3 separate regions of the Mus musculus genome follow, and all the other regions are linked to region 3. Evidence: chromatin contacts called from public HiChIP or PLAC-seq data. All regions are on one chromosome and are shown on one strand. Each heading gives the region's core, a stretch centred on a gene start, on an enhancer-like site or on the middle of the called end of the contact. The rest is flanking DNA. Distances are from core to core; before and after follow the strand shown.

What was found. HiChIP or PLAC-seq counts read pairs in DNA pulled down with a chosen protein or histone mark.
Region 1: a contact with region 3 is called in an HNF4G HiChIP or PLAC-seq map of pancreatic cancer cells. The contact joins two enhancer-like sites. A contact is called at or near these places in 4 of 484 Hi-C or Micro-C datasets (bone marrow-derived macrophages, cranial neural crest, muscle stem cells and 1 more), 5 of 115 datasets of contacts at active chromatin or transcription factors (the HPC-7 cell line, embryonic fibroblasts, embryonic stem cells and 2 more) and 1 of 9 other capture datasets (embryonic stem cells).
Region 2: a FOXA1 HiChIP or PLAC-seq map of pancreatic cancer cells shows a contact between it and region 3. The contact joins two enhancer-like sites. A contact is called at or near these places in 1 of 39 promoter capture datasets (the 3T3-L1 cell line), 1 of 15 datasets of contacts at CTCF or cohesin (the G1E-ER4 cell line), 19 of 484 Hi-C or Micro-C datasets (the 4T1 cell line, the G1E-ER4 cell line, bone marrow-derived dendritic cells and 11 more), 8 of 115 datasets of contacts at active chromatin or transcription factors (Th17 cells, embryonic fibroblasts, embryonic stem cells and 3 more) and 1 of 9 other capture datasets (embryonic stem cells).

Annotation. Positions count from the first base shown.
Region 1 is chr1:40,169,794-40,174,426 of GRCm38.p6, forward strand. No RefSeq gene overlaps it. Among named protein-coding and RNA genes, the nearest start is that of Gm35741, 23 kb to the left of the region's middle. Within about 2 kb of position 2,423, at least 58 of the 459 cell types and tissues checked have an H3K27ac peak or open chromatin away from gene starts, as enhancers often do. A contact at or near this core is called in fibro-adipogenic progenitors, muscle stem cells and pancreatic cancer cells, where this site is marked.
Region 2 is chr1:40,114,933-40,119,318 of GRCm38.p6, forward strand. It overlaps Il1r2 (interleukin 1 receptor, type II), which reads left to right. Exons shown (of 9, transcript NM_010555.5): 5 at 92-266; 6 at 3,023-3,085. Among named protein-coding and RNA genes, the nearest start is that of Gm16894, 31 kb to the left of the region's middle. Within about 2 kb of position 1,694, at least 27 of the 459 cell types and tissues checked have an H3K27ac peak or open chromatin away from gene starts, as enhancers often do. A contact at or near this core is called in Th17 cells, pancreatic cancer cells and uterus, where this site is marked.
Region 3 is chr1:40,356,194-40,360,316 of GRCm38.p6, forward strand. Il1rl2 (interleukin 1 receptor-like 2) reads left to right here. Exons shown (of 11, transcript NM_001356478.1): 9 at 626-769. Among named protein-coding and RNA genes, the nearest start is that of Il1rl2, 34 kb to the left of the region's middle. Within about 2 kb of position 2,763, at least 82 of the 459 cell types and tissues checked have an H3K27ac peak or open chromatin away from gene starts, as enhancers often do. A contact at or near this core is called in Th17 cells, fibro-adipogenic progenitors, muscle stem cells and 2 more, where this site is marked.

The DNA.
Region 1 (4,633 bases), core at 1,173-3,672, 190 kb before region 3:
CCAGGATGGCTGTTTTAAGGCCACCTGTGCTCCTATCCATTGACACATTGCCCTGTAAAAGAGCCCAACACACTCATTAATTTTCCAAGGAAAACTTTGGTGGAATTTTACCTTGGTTTGTTAAGACTCCAGGAGGAGGGAAGAGATGGTGTTTATGACCCCAAAAGAGAAGACTATAGAAATACCCACTCAACATTCAATACTTGATTTCACTCCCAGAGGGCTTATCTTGCCCCTATTTGAGGCTCCCGAGGAATACTCTCTGCATCAGGGACCCCTACCAAGTCTGCTGCAACTGTTCATTTCAGAATATCAGTCTGGAAAGTGGTGACTTGGTAGCCTCGCTTCCAGTCAGTTGTCCAAAGGATAGGGAGGCCTACTTAAGCAGACAGGTGGGCTGCAGTGTTTTCTCTTGTTATAAAGGGACCTATGAAATATGTATATGTATATATACACTCATATATATGTATATAATCATTGTGTATGTCTATACACACACACATATATACATATATATCATGAATATATCCAAATACACACACACACGCACGCACGCATGCACGCACGCACGCCTGTGTGTTTGTGTGTGTGTGTGTGTGTGTGTGTGTGTGTTTGGATATATAACATGGTGCTTTTCCTAGAATCTCTTGCTCAATACCCAAACTGCACATGTTCAAAGACATTAGATGAAATGGTTTATTAATTCTATAAAACACACACACACACACACACACACATATATGCATGTATATATACATATGTATATATAAATATAAATAATTTATCTTCTCATACTATTTCAAACATCTCTTGAATATCCATACTATGTAAGAGGATATAGTACTGTATAGATAATCATGTTTAAGAAATGAGAAGAAAAAATTATCTGTACATACCTTGTACAGATACAGTTTTTCTATCAATGTTTTTCTTGTGTGGGAATTGAACCCAGACTCTTGTAGACTGTGGGCCTGGGTACCAGAGGTTTTCCACGGAGATCTCTGTCCAGGCTGGGTGTGAGGGTTCCAGAGAAGGGGAGTGGTGCAGACAGGGAGAAGTCTTTACCACACCTTCCAGGTCTCTCGGTAACTCCAAGCCTCTCTGAACTGAGTCAGACTGGGCTGTGCCTACGAAAAGCCAACTATCCAGTGAAGAGTGCCATCTGGGGCCTCAGGTGGCTCTTCAGGAGAGAAGATCTCTGCCAAAGTATTACATACAGCTCTTGGAACAAAAGGCTCAGACGAAGGAGTAGTTCTTGTGTACCTTTAATCCCCTGGATAGGATTTATATACAGTTCTGGGGTGATTCAGGGTTTGACAGCAGGTACCTCTCATTGGCTTGGACTGAGTTTGGGGGGAAACTTTATTTGCATGTGGGAAGGCTTGGTACTGTTCCTTCAAGGCTGATAGCCACGCCTCTCCTGTGGGGTCTGTGGGGGCTGTGGGGGCGGTAACTTCGACAGGTGCCAGGGGTCCAGGAGACATGGCCGAACACCTACCGTCCTATGTAGGTGGGAATTACCACCCATCAGGTTCTACCAGGGTTCAAGATCTAGCCTTGATGGAAGCCAGGCTGTCTGTGCGTAGCCCACAGTAGAAGCTAAGCAGGTTCTTGATGCTGAGATACATTCCAAGACCTTTCTTCTAATATTTTAAAATATGATATTGACAAATCTGCAGGTGCAGAACTTGGTTGAAAAGGGCCAGTTGATCATTGCATCTATAGCATACAGCATATATAAATACATTGTATACATAATATGCTTCTTGATTCACATATATAGTTATGTATTCATAATATACTCCTTGAATCACAATGTCTTGAGTATTTGCCCTTGGGCTCTATAGACTGAGTCTGTTTACCTTGGTGCTATATCAAAATGGATAGGCATAATTATCTCATATGGAGGTAGTCACTTTTCAATGACAATGAGATTACTAGCTATTATTTCTTCTGTCTCAGAAGGGTTATTTGATTTATTTATCTGAGGTTATTCAGTTAGTAAGTAACAAAGTGGGAATTTTCAACTTGGAAAAAAACTGTCAATGACATACTTCATTTTTGGCCCTGGAAATAGATGTGGCTTCTGGTCCTCAGCCTCTGCAGGAGATGCTCTCATTCCAGAGCCACCAGGCAGTACTGGGACCCTCCGGTCTCATGAGCTCACTGGGATTTCTGCCAAGATCTCTTAATTATTAAAGTTTTGCGTGAGAACACAGCAGCCAGGCGCTCATGCCTTTCAGAGCCTTTCCTGTATGGACTCCCTGTTTCAGACATTTCTTGGTAGCTGGCAAGCATCCCTCTGGAAATGGAGACTTCCTCCTAGATTTCAGCTTGTGAGCTTGTAGATCACACCACAGTTATCAGCGCTTCAGTTTGCAGTGGCTGCCTCCTGCCTCCTCATGACTCATCCTGGAGAGCAATCTCAACTTACGGAGAAGCACCATTTAGGAATGTGCTGCTCTGTGCAGTTTCCAGGAACCAGTGGCTCAACACCAGGCTTCGGAAATTTGTGACAACATATTTGCATACTGCATTTTTTTTAAATAAATACGATTTTTATAAATCCTTTGAGAATTTCACTCGGTGTCCATTGATCATATTCACCTCTCCTCCAACTCCTCCCAAAGCCACCTCATTCACTTTCCTACCCACCCAACGCTGACTATTCACCCCTCCCCCCAATTAAGTTCAGTTTGCTCCCCAAACACTAGGGAGTCCAGCCTTCCCTGAAGAGTGGGTGACCTACCAGGGGTCTCATCATGAATAGCCGTTCCTTCCCAAAGAAGCTATCAGATTCGGCAACTCCTCCGCTAGGGTGGGATTGCCTGCTCACCTCTCCTGGTTCATGCTGGGATTTTTTTTTTTTTTTGCTTGTCTGAAGCCTGTGCAGACCTTATGCATAGGTGCATAGGTGAATTCATCCTGTAACTGCCTGATTTGGTTATTTCTGTAAAATACTGTTTCCTTGAAGTTATCGACCACCTCTGTCTCTTTGAATCTTTCCAAACCCTCTTCCATGAGGAAGTCACTAGTAATGTTAGTTACTAGCAGGCAAGGGATGTGATTTGTACATTCTATTCAAGCCTGACCTCTTCCAAGTCTCTTGTTCTCTGCAGACTGATCAATTTGGGCTAGCTGCCCTCTACTGACCTCTTAGGGAGTCATTTGTAGTCATATATACTATGATTTCTTAGCAGAAAATAGAATTGGTTTCTCTCCCAAGGCCTGGAGCTTATTTAGCTGCAGATTCTTGGATACTTTGGTCAGGCTCAGGGGTGGGTTCTATCTCATGGAGTGGGCCTTAGAGTCAATCAGAAAATGATTGGTTACTCCTGTATCATTCATGCCACGATTGGACCTGTGAGGATATGTATTCTTAGACAGGGCTCATGTTGACATTCAATCTTTCCTACACATTGGCATGTCTATTAGTAACAGTTAATTTGTGGGCAGGGGCAAGACTGCAGCTAAAATGTCAAACCTAAACGATTGATGTCAAATCTTAAGATTCCCAGTTCCTTTGCTGTGGATGGGGATAATAGTGGTATAGCCAGGCATCCACCCTTCCATAAATATTAGCGGTTGGACCCACTCAGATACCCATAGTCAATGAATGATCAAGTTCCTTAGAGAAAGAAAAGTGTTTGGGTAGACTCTGCGAGTATTGTATTGTCTTGACTCCTTCAATGATTCCCTTTGACCTGAGAGTTGTAAGCTCAAATGAATCCTTTCCTCAATAAATTGCTTTTGGTCATTGTATGTCATCACAGCAGTAGACAGCCTGACTGAGATACAATTATGCCCACATATAGAGTGTACATGTGCATGTGTCAGGAGACCTGCTCTTTAGAGGAAGCTAGTCCTCATGGTCTGGCCCCACTTATCTCTTCTTTTACACAAAGGAAACAGGTCCAGAAAGGCGGAATAATTTGCCCAAGGTCCCAGTGAAGTGGCTGCTCAAACCTGGGTCTGAAGTGTTTCAACCCATAGACTCCTTCCAGATTCCACATCCTCGGGGCCCTGAGAAGATGGCTACCTAGAAGACAGCCAGCCTAGGAAAATAGCTGATACATTTTAAACAATCAGTTGCCTGATGAGTGGGCAGACCCTAAGTGGCTGGGGAATCTGTTTCCCTTTCTCTTCCTGACAGTGTGAGTGAGACCAGCTATTATTTTCCAACAGATAAACCTGAACTGTTTTAACTCAGGAAGTTTGAAGTTTCCCTTTCTCTTCTTAATTAGTGCCTCGCTTTCTGCGATCTCTAAAGCGGAGAGCCTGTCCCTCCAGAGAAGGGATGGCAGCTTCTTCAAGGCTCAGAGGTTTCTGCCTCTGTTTCAGACACTGCCCAACTGTGGACCTACACTCCCAAGAGTATCTGGTCCCCATTGTATTAGGCAGTCTCCTCAGCAGGAGCTAAAGCCACCAGAGTGGAGTGTGGGATATGTGGCTTAGTAAGAGGCTCTGATTGGGACAGTGCCCTCTGTGTCCAGCATCCGTGGGTGGCTGCAAAGTGAAGCTTGCTCTACAGAGAATAAGGGTGAGTCAAGGGGACTGAGAGTTACAGTCTTCTCAGAAGCCAGACTACCCTGTGACTCATGTCTAGTTTGGGGCCATTTGCCAGAGGTACTCC
Region 2 (4,386 bases), core at 444-2,943, 240 kb before region 3:
GTTGTAGATTCCACATCGATTGACAACAACACTCAATGTTCAAGAGCGATGTTATTCTATAATGTAACTCTCAGATGCATCTCCCCTCTAGGGCGCCATACTCTTGGATAAAGGCAATAAGGAATTTCTGAGTGCAGGAGACCCCACACGCCTATTGATATCCAACACGTCCATGGACGATGCAGGCTATTACAGATGTGTTATGACATTTACCTACAATGGCCAGGAATACAACATCACTAGGAATATTGAACTCCGGGTCAAAGGTAAATACATACCACCGAGGTACCTGTCTTGCTTGGTTCTAGAAGCAGCTTGATAATAAATTCAGGATCACCTAAAAATCCTCGAATGTCTTTGGCATGAAGGAAAAAGAAAAACATGTTTATCAACTATTCTAGATGTTACTAAACCACGAACAAGATACTTTAAGACGTATAAGGCAGGGAGTTCTAAGAGAAGGAGAGTTAATTCTTGGTCAGGAAAGGGATGAAAGCAGGTATTTGAAGGTTGCAATGCTAAAACTCACCACTAGAGGGGGTACAAACTAAGGCGTCCTGGGAAATGGAAGGTTCATGAGCTCTGAGCTGGTACGGACACTCTTGTCAAGCCTTAAAATATACTTCGGAGGGACTGAGAGTTTACTGCAGTGGTTCTAAACCTGTGGCTCACGACCTGTTTGGGAGGTCACCTATCCTTCATGTCAGGTATTTCCTATATAATTCGTAACAGTAGTAATTTACAGTTATAAAGTAGCAACTAAATAACTTTATGGCTGACATAAAATGTCCACATGAGGACCTGTATTAAAGGGTCACAGCTTTAGGAAGGGTGAGAACCACCATTTTACTAGGTTTTTGACCAGAGCGCTGAGCAGAGTGCCAATTGTGGCTCTTTGTACAGGCTGACTACTACCTGCCTGAGAGTTTGACAACAGAAACCTTCAAAATCTTGATTTTTTTCCAAGAATTGGCATATTTTCACCAGCATAATGAAATCTTGGATATAGGCACAAGTTTAAACATGAAATTAGTGTATGCTTCATATATATTTTTTACACATAACCCAAAGATAGTTTGATGTGATATTTTGTTTACATCTTTTTTTGAGACGGGGTCTTGGGCTATACTTGGTCCAGTGGCTATAAGCTGGCTTCTAACTAGAGAACGTACTGTAGCTCTTCCATGCAGAGGTAACTCATGACTGCCACCAGGTCGACTATCACAGTATTTTAATTAATTCTGTGCATTCAAACAAAGTCTTACAGTATGGAATTTCCCACGCACAGCATTATATTGTTGCTTAACAAGTTTCAGGTCTTAGAGTAACTCAGATTTTGCAAACCCAGAGAAACGATGCTCGGCCTATGCCAGGACAGATTATACGTGAAAAGAACGTGATAGGCAGAGCTGGCCAGTATTGAACAGTCGTTTAATGTAGTCGTTTACCCCCAACTCTTACATGCTGGAGAGGAAGCGAGGTGAAGGGAAAATAGAATCAAATATGTGAGCCCCAGAGACTCATTCGTGTCACTATCCTGCCTGAACCGAAGCCTCTGGCCTATATTTGTTTTCCTGTCCTGTGAGAAGAGAACAGGCTCACATCTTCTTGCTCAGTTCAGGGTGGTGTCTGAGAACGGGCTTCACCACTCGTCTGTGTGATACTGCACAGAAACACTAGGGGGCGGCAGACCTGCGTATTGTACCGAGTTGTGAAACTAGGGCCACACAGTGGTTCTTAAATGGGGCTGCCCTGTCTGGCCTCAGTGGGAGAGGAAGCACCTAGCTTTGCAGAGACTTGAAGTGCCAGGGTGGGGTGGGGGTGGGGGATACCAAGGGGCGGGGCAGCACCTGCTCAGAGGAAAAGGGGCTGGGGGGAGGGGGAGGGGTTGTGGGAGGGGGTGACCGGGATCAGGGCAGTAAGTTCGATGTAAAGTGAGTAAGTAAAATAAAATAAAATAAAATCAATCAGTCAATAAATCAAATCAAATTTGATGAGTTGCACACGAGATAATTTAAAAAAAGTGGGTCCTGAACCAGACACAGTAGAGTTACCTGAGGATTCATCACACACACAATCCTAGTGCTCCTCACACAGGGAAGGAAGATCTGAGTGCTCCTCACATGCGCAGTCTGACTGTAGCGCCCCCCCCCCCGCCCCCCGCCCCCCCCACCCCCCGCCCTCAGACTCCAGTAGTACCTGCACAGGAGACTCTAAGGTCCTATGCAGATCTGATAAATAGGCGCTTGGGAGCTGAGGTGCTGTAATCTATATTTCCCAAGCACTTTACCTTCAAGGCCGTGGTGTAGGCACACCCTGGTCTCATCTGGTGCTTACATGGTAACTTAAGTGCTTGCTTTTTTAGTAGTAGAAACAAGAACAAGAAAAATGGGTCCAGTTGAGGGATGGCTCCCAACCCTCTTCTCACTCCCCAGCTGGCTCCTTTGCTCCACTTCAGGTGCCCAGTTTCTTCAAGCTGGTTCGAATCCTTTGGAGGTCCACTCCAACCTCCCTAAGGAGTTAATATGACATCAGTGACCAAGGTGTGTCACTGAATTTAGTTCCCAGTATGGGATTGGTCTTCCACACAGATGGCTCTCTAACCCACTTTCCGACCCCCCCCTTGCTCCCCCCCCCCCCCCCCCCCCCGCCTGCTCTTGAAGACATGGCTCTTTAATCTTGAGGGAGGGCAAAACATGCTGTGGAGACCATAAGTGTGCATTCAGGAAGCCCGGGAGAGGAATAGCTAATTGTTCAACGCAGAGCAGATAACGAAGACCATCTGCCAGAAGAATGTGTAACCATGGCCTCGTCCGGGAATGCCTCTGCCGGGAAAAGCATTGGCTTAAGATGCTCAGTTTCATGGAGAGGCCCATTTCCTTTGCCAGACAGAGGCGGAATCTCACAATGTCTGCTCCCATGGGGGCAGGGCCACTTAATTAGCTAAATAAGCAAATCTGAATCTGTACTGGAAACCAAGGCGACCTCCTCATGCAATCTCTTTTCCGTTCTATCTTCTCAGGAACAACCACGGAACCCATCCCTGTGATCATTTCTCCCCTGGAGACAATACCAGCATCATTGGGTAAGGATCTACAAGAATTGTGTGGCCCACGAACCCATGGTGGTGCCTGAAACCATCAGAGGGTTTGGGACCTGTGCCAGCTGACCACATTATGCTTTTGGGTGCACAGTGCCTGAGTGAGGCCCACGAACCACACTATGTAGGGGCCTGACATGACCACCGAAGGGACCTTTGTCTTCAAGTATTGTTTGGCAGTATTGCCATTCTTTGAGAGCAATGATACTTTATTTCCTGAAAGTTAGACCCACAAAAACCTAAATGTTACGGGGAAAATAATTTGGTAATAGTTATTAACTGTAGGAAGGGGGTCCACAGAGTTGGCTGGCACCTTTAGTACATTCAACTTAATTCTCGTTCTCAATATTTAGCAGCTACTCAGAATTCCTATAAGACTCTCTTTGTCAAACAGAGCCAGCAGCGACTGCAGATAGTTCCCCGTGATTAGAGTAGCTGGTATATTCACCAATGGTATGATGAAAAGGGGTTTCTGTTTTTACCCCTGCTGATGCAGGACGTCTGGCCAACAGACTTGTTGGATGGTCCGTAGTGGGTGTCCAGTGAAGGCACATTAGTGAACTGTAGCGATCCTTTCTGAAGCTCATGGGAGGGAAGGGCTGCCCATGTACTGAGCATCTACTCTGCCTGGTGGGTGTGCATTTCATGTCAACACTGACTCTCTCCGAAGGTCTTATTTCTACTGTTTACCACAAGAAAAGCCTCCAAGGAGTGATAGAGATATAGTGTACTTCAGAAACTCGGGGCTGGGGTCAAGTTTGGCTGTAGATTTTGGTCTGTGTGCCCGGGAAACTGATGTGGACATACCTTCTCATATGCTTGTTTCTAATGATGCAGGTTTTAGAGTTCTTATGCTCATTCATCAAGTTCTGGCTTCAGAGTCCGTTTTAGTTTTTTATTTTAAAAGATTTATTTTTTTTATTAGGTATTTTCCTCATTTACATTTCCCAATGCTATACCAAAAGTCCCCATACCCACCCCCCACTCCTCTACCCACCCACTCCCCCCTTTTGGCCCTGGCGTTCCCCTGTACTGGGACATATAAAGTTTGCAAGTCCAATGGGCCTCTCTTTCCAGTGATGGCTGACTAGGCCATCTTTTGATACATACGCAGCTAGAGTCAAGAGCTCCGGGGTACTGGTTAGTTCATATTGTTGTTCCACCTATAGGGTTGCAGTTCCCTTTAGCTCCTTGGGTACTTTCTCTAGCTCCTCCATTGGGGGCCCTGTGATCCATCCAATAGCTGACTGTGAGCATACACTTCTGTGTTTGCTAGGCCCCGGCCT
Region 3 (4,123 bases), core at 1,513-4,012:
CAACCGGGACCTCCCTTTTGGAGTAACTGATTCTTCCCCTAGCTGTCTGCTCCCTTGCCTGTCATCAGAACTGTACACTCTCTTAGCAGAGCAGGCATTGAGTACCATATCAGGAACTCTCAGACAGACACAGGCCCTGGCTTCAGGAGCCCTGGGAAGGGTCAGATGAGGACTGTCTCACCATCGACTTGCACAGCCCATGTCTGGGCAGAAGGCCAATGACTTTTATCAGTTTTAACAGGAGTCCCTCTGCTCAGCTCCGAGGGTCGTATGGTGGGATTGAAACCCAGATTCTTCAGGGGAAGCCATGGGGGACATTTCAGACACAGTCAGATTGTACCTCATGAAGGTACCTGGATCCACATGCTCTGAGACAGTTTCCTTGCAGCTGGAGTCCTTTTGTTCTGGCATGAATACCTAGGGCTCCCTGGCTTTTAAGGAGACCATTTCTTCCCAACCTTCTCAGTGGAAATTAAACTATCCAACTTGTATACTCACAAGGAAACTTAGAGATGTGTGTTCAAGCAGTAGCCTCACGTTTCCCACCTGGCTTTGACTAAGAGCCACGTGTAAGTGTGGAGGTAAAACTAACCTTCGGCCATTGACTTTTCCCTGTCGTTTGCAGTTCCAGACTTCAGGGCTTACCTCTTAGGAGGGCTTATGGCGTTCCTACTTCTGGTTGTATCTGTTCTGTTCATCTACAACAGCTTTAAGATCGACATCATGCTTTGGTACAGAAGCGCCTTCCACACTGCCCAGGCTCCAGATGGTAAGTATGTGTGGTGGTCTTTGGGAGCAAAGCCTCAAAATTGCTGTCTACCTACTCTTAAGTGTTCTTCTCCTATTGTTATATGTGGGTAATCCTTTCTCCTGGCTGGAGAATTTAGTGTTCAGTGTCTCAGGAGGACTTCATGTGCTTCAGAGAAATGATTTGTCTGTGATTATCAGCTTCCTTTGCCAATAAGCTGGAACACAGGTAGTGACCAGGAAATAGCCACTAGGCAGCAGCAGAGGCTAGTGGTGGGCCATCCTGCACTAGAAAGCAATGGGCCAGCTACTCTAGGAGGCAGTAGGCCAACCTGATTTAGGAGGCAATGGGCCAACCTGCTCTAGATGACAGTGGGCCAACCTGCTCTAGGAGGTAGTGAGCCATCCTGCTCTAGGAAGCAGTATGAGAAAGATCTTATTTTCTGGGTCTGTGAAGCAAAGAGATGTCTGCTGGAGCAGTTGTGCATATATTACCCCCTTCTCCCTCCAATTTAAAACTCAGCAGGTCATAGAGTGATGCTATCCTCTCTGTAAACCCTATACTTGGTACCTGAAGTAATTTATGTCTCTGGCTTCCAAAAAAGACCTGCCTGGATTTACTCAGAGCTCTCCACTGGGTGGCTGGGTGAGATATCTTCTTTCTCTCAGCTACAGAAGGAGGGTCATAAAGAGGGAGAGGAAGGCAGGGGGAGAGGGAGGGAATGAGGTACAGGAGGGACAAAGGAAAGGGAAGAAGCCCGCTTCTCTCAGTACTTAGCAGGAGCCTGAGGCAGGGGTCCTTTTTCACTGATCTGAAGGCCAAAGCTCTGCTCAGAGCCTTCACTGGTGTCTCTATCCTGCCGCCAATTTTTTTCTTTTCACACAGAAATGCCTTCCTGTGTTACAGAACCAAGATTTCTCTCCATTTAGGTTTTAATACAATCTGATTTAAACAAACAAACAAAAAAGTTTCAGAAGGAATTTGATCTAGTAAGGCCCTATGGAAAACAAAACAGACAAAACACCATTCAGTCTGCTTTGCTGTCCCTTATTTGCCTATAAAAACAATTAAAAAGACAAAAGAAATCCACACAGCTGGCGTGCACTGGGATGAGGAAATGCATGTCTTTTTAGGTCAAACATTTTTCTTGAACAGGAGCAAGGGAATGAGGCAACTCAGAGTCCAAACACATTCAGAGTAGCAGATCTAAAAAAAAAAAAAAAAAAGCTGTTTGTTCTAAGCAGCTGTTTGTGTACAAAAGTCGCCACACAGATTATTGTGTACAAGTTGTTGATAAAACACAGATGCTGTGATTCAAACTGTATTTAGCTAAATGTCAGAATTCAACAATTGGTAACCCAGAGGCTGGGTTGTAGCCCAATGTTGATGGCTGAATGAAAAGGAAGAAATAACTAGAAAAGGACTTGACTATTCCTCAGAGTGGTAGAGAAGAGAGTCTATTGTAGATAAAAGGGGAGTATAGCCTGGGGTGGGGGCAGGGACATCCAGGGGAGTACAAAGCCTTGTGAGGAGAGGGAAGAGCAGCTGATAACCAGCCTGGGCCAAGAAAGTAGACAAAGGGTCACCTAGAAGGTTGGAATATATAGGGAAGGGCAGCTGGAGGAAAGTCAGTTAGTTTATCCTCTTGGAGAGTTCAGGGTAGGGGCAGGGTATGCCAGTCCAGTCTGGAGGATCCTGTAACAGGTAGGGACTGAGGAATGCACGGAGAACTTGGCAGCCAGCACCTCAGCCCTTTGTCCCGGGTTTGAGATTTAACAGTGGTGAGATGTAGCCATGGTCCTTGCCTGGCCAGGCCAACACAATCTGAGGTGCTTGCCTGTCTCCCTGGCTGTCCCTTTGTGACGAGACCACAGCATTCATTTCTTCTGGAGTAGATAGGAGTGGTCTGCCTTCTATCTCCACTGACTAAGAGAATGTGACATGACGTTCTTTCATGTGGTGTTTCTGGAAGCTCCAGCCTCTCTGGCCCCTGCGTGTTCACACCTCTGACTCACTGTAACTCCCAGAAGTGTGAGTACAGCCTTGCCTTAGTTATTTATGGTGTGCACATAGTATGATAAAGCTGCCTGGCAGAGAAGTTGAGTTTGTCAGCAAGAGATGGAAGGAGGAGTGACTCACTCCCCCCTGTGGAACCGGGGAGCCCAACAGATGACACATCAGGACCCACTCCTCCCAGCTCAGCACAGCCAGGGGTGGTGGCTTTGGAGATTGGATCTGACAACAGGCCAGGAAGCCTCATGATTCTTTTGCTCTTATTTTTTAATTTTGGAAAGTGTTTGCTTCAATCTTCCCACCTCTCCACCTACCCAACCATTGTTAACTTTGGATAACGTCAAAGAACTTTGAATAAAGTCTCTAAAATGATCTAGTGATGAGCTTCCGAGGTTGATCATGAATCCTGCTGACAGCCTGAATTCTCTTGGGAAAATATTCTGGAACATATACAGTATAGTGAATATGGATGTGGAAGAGAGAGAGACATTATGTCCTTCTTGCCAAAGTTCACTCTAACCTGGTTGGTCAAGCCTTGCCACACAAAGGTAAAGATAAGTGACCCACGAGTTACAGTCTGGCAGCCATTCACAAGCCTGCTTGAAGTCAGGGAGTCCTGTATTTCTATGCTGCCCCAGGTGATGTCAGAACTGGCGTGTTAGGTGTACCCCAGTATCTGCAAGACTTGAATCAAAGAGTGGTCAGCAACAGGTCGGCTGAAAAATATGTGCACTGCTAGCTTTATTCCATTCAGACGCTTCTGTGCAGCGTGCAATGGACTAGAACAGTTAGAGCTAACCCAGCAGGTGTATCAGGCAACAAAAGATAAGGGAACAAACTAAGCACAGCTCAGAGTTGGTGAGAGGTCTTGGTCTCTAAAGGTAAAATTGCTTTCCTGACTAAAGCCACGTCAGTTAACTCTGGCTTTCCCCACACATGTTTCTGTGGTTTGTGAAATAACATAGATCATTCTGGGGCTCATTTCCAAAGACAGTTTCCTGTGGAGAGTCCCATTTACAACAGTGTTGTAATGTAAGGAATCTGGTGGCCTTTAGCATTTCCAAAGTAAACACAATCCTATGTGTTATGTGTGTTCACTTCAATGTTTTCTGTGCATGCTGGGGTGGACAGACAAGCCAGTCCTCAGGCAACTCGGCCACAGGACCTTAGATAAAGTATCTTTTAAATTCAAATTTTATCTATCGACTGCTTGATTTGCTCTGGAATGTCACATCAAGAGAGAAGGGAACTGGAGAAGCATTAGGCAATTTCTCATAAATATCAGTCTATAGACATGATCTCATTTAGGTTTTACAGACAGCAATAGAGGTGTGAACAGGTGCTTTTACGTAAAGGGATGGT